Regions from separate parts of the Ovis aries genome. Here regions 2 and 3 are each linked to region 1. A link is a contact called in public Hi-C data. All regions are on one chromosome and are shown on one strand. The core of a region is the stretch at or near the end of the contact, and the rest is flanking DNA. Distances in the headings are between cores, read along the strand shown.

Evidence for each region. Hi-C and Micro-C count contacts between places; a contact is called where the count stands out from the background.
Region 2: a contact with region 1 is called in a Hi-C map of omental adipose tissue, with 3 times the contacts expected there. The contact joins two enhancer-like sites. A contact is called at or near these places in 3 of 16 Hi-C or Micro-C datasets (hypothalamus, omental adipose tissue and tail adipose tissue).
Region 3: a contact with region 1 is called in a Hi-C map of hypothalamus, with 2.0 times the contacts expected there. The contact joins the promoter of LMO4 here to the enhancer-like site in region 1. A contact is called at or near these places in 3 of 16 Hi-C or Micro-C datasets (hypothalamus, skin fibroblasts and tail adipose tissue).

Annotation. Positions count from the first base shown.
Region 1 is chr1:64,256,164-64,258,954 of ARS-UI_Ramb_v3.0, forward strand. No RefSeq gene overlaps it. Among named protein-coding and RNA genes, the nearest start is that of LMO4, 180 kb to the right of the region's middle. Within about 2 kb of position 1,373, at least 15 of the 54 cell types and tissues checked have an H3K27ac peak or open chromatin away from gene starts, as enhancers often do. A contact at or near this core is called in hypothalamus, where this site is marked.
Region 2 is chr1:64,399,083-64,401,782 of ARS-UI_Ramb_v3.0, forward strand. No RefSeq gene overlaps it. Among named protein-coding and RNA genes, the nearest start is that of LMO4, 41 kb to the right of the region's middle. Within about 2 kb of position 1,294, at least 10 of the 54 cell types and tissues checked have an H3K27ac peak or open chromatin away from gene starts, as enhancers often do.
Region 3 is chr1:64,440,128-64,442,827 of ARS-UI_Ramb_v3.0, forward strand. LMO4 (LIM domain only 4) reads left to right here and starts at 1,430. Exons shown (of 4, transcript XM_060400647.1): 1 at 1,430-1,777.

The DNA of each region.
Region 1 (2,791 bases), core at 123-2,622:
GTTTATTACTTGGCGTGGTTCAGTTTCAAGTGTTTTTCATGGAAACATCTGTAAGTAATGTGTGTGGGTCTAATTTTAAATCCCGCCAAATTTTTTCCATTTAACATTTGGTTTAACTGACAAGCTTTACAGAAGTGGTTTTCAGAGCTGTTGGTAACAGATACATACAGTATTCCCAAGGCCATAGCATTTTTTTAAGGAAGATAACAGTAATGCAAAACTTTTTTTAAAACAACCTATTTTTACATGTCAGCATGTACAAGCTAGCAATTTAGAATGCAGTCACTTCTATCCTGTCAAGGACTGAAATCTGAGAAATGGGCCAATGCCTACCCTCGCGGGTAGCCACCAGAAAACCAACAAACCAACAAACCAACAAACTATGCTCTATTTTCCTTCTGATTAAAAAAAAAAACACAAAACCCTCACTTTATTCTAAGGGGGCACCAAGAGTGGGTGCCTGATCCAAGGGCCTGATCAAAGCTGATCTGTAAAACCATAAAGCAGAGCCTCTCTTTTCTTCATGTGGTGAGGTTGAGAAAAAAACGACAACCTCGAGTTAAATTTGAACTTCAGATAAACAACAACGATTTCGGTATAAATCTGTTCCCCCGGCGCCCAGTATTTTTGCCGGCTAAATCCGGTAACGCTACCACCAGGGTCAGAAGTGTTTGCTGACTCCATTCTATTCACGGGCACGGAAGCTTTATTTCAGGTTGCTTGATTTCGGTGGCTGACGAAATGAAACAGCTCGACCGGCAGGCGGGACAGCCGAAGCCATAAGTACCCCAACTCCGGACCTGGGCCGGGAGCGCGCTCCCTTCCCATCCTGGCTGCGCGGAGATGCTGACTCAGCGCCGGGGCAGGCGCGAGGCGGGGACCCCCAGGAACATAATTAAACCGTTTCCAGGCCTGACTCTCAAATAAAATGCTGCGTGGGAAGGGAAACTTGAGGGGGAAGTTAAACAACAAATGGGGAGGTGTGGAGCGAAACCTCAGGGAAACTGTTGGTTTTGCTTCAAGGGAATTGAATTGTGAAACTTGCAGTTGCGAAATTTCACTCAGTCGATTCTGGTGAGAACCGAAGTTTGTTTTAATTGTCAATTAAAACTCCTGGTGCCTGGGTCCTGGGATCTAGCTAGGTAGGGAACCAAGGGGCGGCGAGAGTGGGAGCCGGTGAAGGTCCGATGACAGGGCCGGCCACTGGGGGTCAGGATAAGCTTGCAGAGTGCCCCTGCCGCCCGCTGAACTCTCTCCGCAGGAGATACCCTGCCGGCCCCAAGAAACTCAAGGCCTGCGGAGAAGGTGGGGAGAGACGCACCTTACTTAGGTGTCCCTGGAGCCCGTCGTGTCCTCTTTGGAGGCTGGCCTGGCAGCCCATTTGTAAGGTAGATCTAGGCCCCCACACACTTTGGGGCCCCACTGTCGGGCACTATATTGCCTTTATGAGAGTCAAGCAGGCTTGCCCTTGACAACACTCTGATAACAAAAGAGGTGTGGCCTTGTTGAAGATGTTATGCAAAAGGAAATGATTCCTTTGAACATTAGAACAAGCCAGAAAGGTCCAGCCCTGGGTTTTCTGCCTTATGATTTGTTTTTTTTGAACTTAAGAAAAAATCCAAAAAAACAGAAAAACCAGAAAGGAGAAACCACCTCAAATGTTCAACCAAGCTTTAATTTTTGTTTGTTGCTGCCTTTTTCTTCAAATCAAGGTTGCCTTCTCATTAACCCTAGATACAGCCACAGAAAATTCGATTCCCCTCACTGAGGGATTAACCACTGAGAAGAGTGTGGGGCTGGGGAAACCTTGAGAGTCTTGAGATCAACGAGTCTGAAATGTTTGAAAGAAAAAAAAAAACCTTCAGTGGTTTAAGGCCTTCGCTAAGACATTTTAAAGAAAAAATAAAAATTGCCCTAATTAAAGAGCTTTGGCGATCCAAATACATGTCCATTTTCTTTTGTCAATAAGATACTTGATTCATTCTGTGCATCATAATGCTTAATAGAAATGCTAGAACTCCTATTCAATCCCCAAACAAGAGTCTTATAGCCAACTCTATGATTTTTGCAAAGACCAATTTTTTGTTAAAGCTTCACGTTTCTGTTCCTTTTGGTGATGGTACACTGAAGAAAAACCCAATGCTTTTCTTAGTACCTGAATGAGAGAGGAAAATGGCCCACATCTTTCAACTGGGCCCAAATGTTTGGGTGGCAGGCCTGCTTGAATTGGGAGTGATGTTTAGAGCTGATCTATTTTGAATATCCATTAATTCACTCATTCAACCAGCATCTCCTAAGCACTCATCATATCTGGTGCAATGTCTTGTATTAGAATCATGGTCTCACCTTCCAGGAGCTCGCTGGCTGGTCAGGAAGCAGACAATGTGAGGAGAGACAGAAGCTATTCTACTGTATTGGAAAAGGCACTCATCTCGTCCTCTCTTTCTCATCTAGAAGATGAGAAATAACCAGGTCGGTCAGCATGGTTTAATAAACAAGTGGTAACACCACTTGACAGTAACGACCAAAATCCAGTTTAGTTTGCTAATATCCATCCTTCCTGGCCGACTGCTTCCTTTTACTAGGGGTCCATCTTATTCTTCCAGTGACCCAAAGTGCCCTTTGAAACCACGCCCTCTGCCTTCAAACCACTGGGATCAAATGGGGATGTGGGTAGAAAGTAAGCTGAGCACTTGTACTCTCTGACTTTGTAACCAGCTGTTGAATAGCTTGACATGGCTTTACTGTGAGAGTGAGGAAACCACTGTTCTTTTCCTTCTGGAATGAAGAG
Region 2 (2,700 bases), core at 44-2,543, 140 kb after region 1:
AGCTACTGAAAGAGTATTTGTTTCTTAACTGAGATAAAATATATATAAAATTCACCATTTTAATCCTTTATAAGCATGCAATTCAGTGGCATTAAGGATAGCACATTGTTGTACAACCATTACCACTAGCTATCTTCAGAACTTTTTCATGACCTCAAGCTAAAATTCTGTACCAGCAAGGGACGCAGGGATCTTGTTTATTGAACAGAAAAGACACTTGTTCTTTGGAGTCCCCAGGGCTGTGAAAGATTTGTGACTCCAGAGTGAGCTGAGAAAAGAAGAGAGGGCCAAGGCCACAAAACAGAGGCTATTGATACGGACTCCTATCGTAGGTATAGGGCCACTAAGGAAGACAGAGCCCTGGAAAGGAACTCACAGAATTAAAATGAACTGTTCACTCACAGTAGGGAATATTTCCAAGGTAGCTGATTCTCCCAAGCAGGAAGTTTTTCCATGCTGCTTCCGATTTTCCCAGGCGTTTAAGCCCCAAAGAAGATGGACTTGAAGAAATTCATTCACACCTACACCCACACAATCAACCCTACATTGTGAGTAACCTGCCTTATAAACTGGCAGCCTGAACCAGGGGTAATCTCTTCTTACAGCAGTCCCATTGGAAGAAACTTTCTGAGTTCTACCTCACAGAAAGGGCAGAAGCAATACAAAGTTACTCAAATTTTGTTAATAACACTTTTATTCACAATAACCTTTTAAACGATTTCCTATAAAAATGTAAATTATTTTCTCTGCTGTTTCTTGTGAGCAATATTATAACAACAATAAAGGAGTCTTAAAAATTGTCGGATTTCACATTTTACTCCAAAATGTGGCCCGGGAGAAAGGTCCTCGTGACTGTGGTGTCTGGAAATGTAGATTTTCAATTGGCAAATATTGATGGCCTCCGAAGGACTGATTTAGTTGGTCAAGCTTAAAGAGAGGGAAGACTTCTTGCAGAAACTGGGATTATGGATAGGTCTTCTCTTTTTGAGAGTTTGAATTTTAAAAGAAGTTATTCAGAGGTTGTCCCACATATATTTTTGTTCAATGGTTTGTATAAACTAGTTTAGTTAATCGATCCAGCTCATTTATATTAAAATGATTTTATTTTATTGGTTTCACACCAGCCCCTGGGAGGTCTGAAGAGTGAGGAATTTCATATTTATGCACAGGGCCAGAAACAAGTAAGAGCGAGGTGGAAACGGAAACAAAGAAACAATATTCCAGAGCAGGACTTGATGGATGGAGTCAGAGTCAGCCAGAGAGCTCAGTTGTCCCTTTCCAAAGTTCCGTGCTTCTCCCCGCAGAGTGATCCAGGAACGCAGGGTTCCCAGGCAGTCGGCGTCATTAGTCCCTCAACTGAGAGCGCACTTTGCCGTTTTTCTTCGCGCTCCGTGCCTTTTGAGGATTTGACTGTGATTCTTTAGTGTTCACCTCAGTTAGAGCTCAACTCGCGTTGACTCTTAAGAGACCGGAAAGGTTAGCAGTCTCTCCTGTTGTCTTGCCTGTAGCCTCTGGATGAAACTTTCAGAATTAAGCTCAAACTTTGCCTCTCTCATAGGGTTATACGTTGTCTACCCATATGGGAAGTATTTGTAGACAGGGAGTTTTATCTTTCCTTTATTTTTGATAACCTCAGAACTGATGAGGGAGACCTGGGTTCGATCCCTGGGTTGGGAAGATCCCTTGGAGAAGAGAACGGCTACCCACTCCAGTATTCTGGCCTGGAGAATTACATGGGCTATATAGTCCATGGAGTCGCAAAGAGTCGGGCAGGATTTAGCGACTTTCACTTTCAGAACTGATGGCTCTGACAACTGGGCTCTGAATAGAAAGTGTTTAACCGGAAGACCAGCAGATGGCGCCATTTGTCATTTATTGACACCCGCGTATAAAAGCGTGTGGCATGGCTTCTTGCCTCTTTAATTTGAGTGGTATTATAAGTAAAATGTTTTCAACTGTTTATTATGCATGAGCCAAAATTCTATGAATGTGTAACATTTTCTCCTGTATTTCCCTTTTTTATAACATCATTTAAATTCCTTATTAATAATTTTAAAATGTTCTGGATTTTAATCACTTTTCTCATCACTAAAATATCTGATGAAGAGATTTTTTTCCCCCTGCTGAAGGTGAGCTAGAGGAAACCATCAGCCGGGAAGGAAGAAGAGAATCTCACTCTTGACTCGAGCTCAAGGCCCCTCCTGCACCGCTTCATCTTTTCAGTTTAATTGAATAGTATTTATTTAATTAATAAAAATATCTGTTTTGTACAGATTTCAGAAATCCAAGGCTCGAATAGGCTGCCATTAATAAACCAAGTTTTTTTATATCCAAGTTTAATTATGGTGGTGTTTGTTTGATAGCTTGTTACTGTAAATAAAAGAGATAAAGGCAGCCCTTCACTGGAGTAGCTCGAGAGCTGTGAAATATGTACCTAATTAAAACTATTGGTGTAAGAGGCTAATAAAGTACATGTGCCTACTAGATGTCTTATTCTAATGAATCTCGGCTAATTTGCTTTGACTGATGAATTTCGGTGTTAGTGGTAGGGGCTGAATAATTATGAAATTTATCACAAGATACAAGGACTCATTAAGGATTACTCAGGTTGAGTTAGAGGAATGTTTTCTTTGTCAGGAACACAGGCCTTGACCAATGTAATTACGGCAATGCCAAAGAGTAGCCAGATTCCAATCCAAG
Region 3 (2,700 bases), core at 180-2,679, 180 kb after region 1:
CTCTGGAACTTACTAATAATAATCAGACCTAATATTAGCCTCAGATCGGAGATTTATTAAACCTATTTGGCAAAGCAGATAAAAGTTGAAGGACTAGGTATTTAAGCATCTAGGCTGAACTGCGGTACTAGAATGAGACACTCAGACTACCACCCTCAAAGCTTTCCTCAAAACTTGATTTACACTAGAAATAACTTTTCTTACTCTCCAGAGGCTGTGGGATTTCTCATACTGCGATAACTTCCATCACTCTGAGGGCTAAGAGAAATTTGGCTTCTCATCCTCTACAATGGGGGTGGATACAAGGGGCAAGGGTTTTTTCCCTAAAGTTTTCCTGAACTTTGAAAGTAGACTGTGTGATCTTTTTTACCAACGTTGATCAATACTTATGAAATGCCTACTGGGCCCTTAGATTATATATGGATTGATGGGAAGAAGAGGAAGTAAGCAGGCAGTGTTTCGGAACTACCGAGTTCCTGTTTCTACCTTGTGAATTAAACTTCCACTAAGGTTCATAAATTTCTAACATGGTGAATTTAAAAAACAAAAACAACACCTCAAAAAACACAGCACAGATCTCCACAGCTCGGAGATCTCAGGAAAGCCTTTCTACCCTAACAGAGACCCATTTCCAAGGCAGATGTGAAGTAAGTTTTCCTAAAGGGCTCCTCTCGGCGCGAGGGGCGGGCTGTCCCCGAGGGACTAGTGGGGCGGGTCCCAGGGATACCTCGCGCGCACGGAGGGCAAGTGGGTCCCGGGTGCCTCGACTCGCCCTCCTGGGCCGCGGGGGACCGCCCCGGCGGGGTTGCGGCGCCTGGGTGACTTCTCCCCACCTGATTCCGGCCCTTCCCCGCTCCAGTCTCGGCCCGCTCCTCCGCCTGGCTCTCTCCCCCGCCCCCGGAGTCTCGTTTCAGTCATCCCTTTGTCCTTGCCCGGATTGGCAGGTTTTATTATTCCGCCTGAACAATCCGGCCGCCCAGTGGCTGAGGGTCGCTGACGTCGGCGGCAGAGCCGGGGAGTAGTTGGGATTTTGCTCTGTCAGTAACACATGTGTAAGAGCCGCGGAGGGAGCGAGCGAGCCGGCTAGAGGCCAGCGCCGCCGCCGCCGCCGCCTCCGAGCCGGGCAGCAGCAGCCCCGGCAGCGGCGCAGGCTCCGGCGCGCCGGGCCCCGCCGGCCACAGCTCCCCGCCTCCCGGGAGCACTCGCCCCCCGGCCGCCGCCGCCACTGCTCCCGGGGCTGTTGTGTCTGCGGCCGCTCCCCGGCTGGAGGTGCAGGAAGCTCGGCCGAGCCGCTGCCGCCGCCAGCAGCCCCGAGCGAGCGGGCGGGCGCGCGGGAGGGAGGCAGGCGGAGGAGGAGGAGGAGGAGCGCGGGCGGGGCGGGGGCCGCCGGGCGGGGGAATATACAAAGTGAAGCCACATTGCCAAACTTGCAGCAGCGATTGCAGCAGTTGCTGCCGCTGCGCCGCGCTGCGCGGGCCGAGGGCTCCTGCAGCTGCTCGCGCGGAGCCGGAGGCGGAGGAGAACGGCGAGGACCGAGACTGACACTTCTGCTCCCCGCCGCCCGCCACTTACGCGGGGCCCCCCAACCCAGCCTCAGAGCTGCGCGTTAAAAAAAAAAAGCGGCCCTTAGCCCCCTCCTCCCCTTTCCTGCTTCTGCGAGAACATCCCCCCTCCCTCCAGCTCCGCCAGCCGAGGCGCCCCTTCCTTGGAAGCCGAGCGGCTTCGCTCGCATTTCGCCGCCGTCGCCTCGCAATATTGCAATATAGGGGAAAAGCAGGTAAGGGGACGGCTGGGGAGCCGCGGGCAGGGAGCGGGGAGAAAGAGGAGAGGGCCGATTTGGGCCGGGGCTGTTTTCTTTGGCTTCCTTCCCTTGACCGTCCCAAATTGCAAGTAAACAATACGTCGGCTTAGATAATGCGCGAGTCTGAAACTACCGAGGCCGGCCTGCGAGCTAGCACGGAGGACAGCCCCGGGCCGCCAGCTTTGTAGCGGTTCCTGCTTACAAAAGGGTTCTTCTTGGAGATGGGTCTGTTGGAGACCTTGGAGGGGGGTGGGTGGGTATATTTTCAGTTCTGAAGGGAAAGGCTGGATGTGCTATAAGGGTTTAAGTCTGAGAAGTAGTGTGGGGGAAATAGTCACGACCCTCCACTCCACCCCCCCCCACCCCCCACACACTATTTTTAAAACAGTGGCAGAAAGGATCTAAGTGAGCAAGATTGGGTATTGATGGTTCTTTTAAAAAATTCCTCTTGGCTTATAAGTCTTTTGTTCCAATCCAGAAGAAATCCGGTGAATCACCTAATTAAAATCAAGACATGAATTAAGCATCCATTTTTGTACTACAAATTGCCAGCGCTACGTTTGTCCCTCCCTTGGTCTCCATTAAAAAACACCAGAGACGTTGTTAAAGGGGGGCAGATTTTGCCTCTAGCTGCCAGTTCTGCTTTCTATTTCACTGACTATCCCAGGACCTAAATTGCTTGGCTATGTAATTACTAGAGTATAAGCCTATTTAACTTAAAAGCTTTCTTTCTTTTTTTTTCCCCAACTCTAAATGAAACTTGATGAGGGCCCGTCCTTAGTTATCAGGGGAGTCAGTTTCTGGTCAGTCCTCTTGATTCATCTCTTTTAGATTTAATCAGCATTAAGGTATTGCTTGTCCTTAAGAGCTTTAGCTAATGGGGTTACTGGATGCTTTTC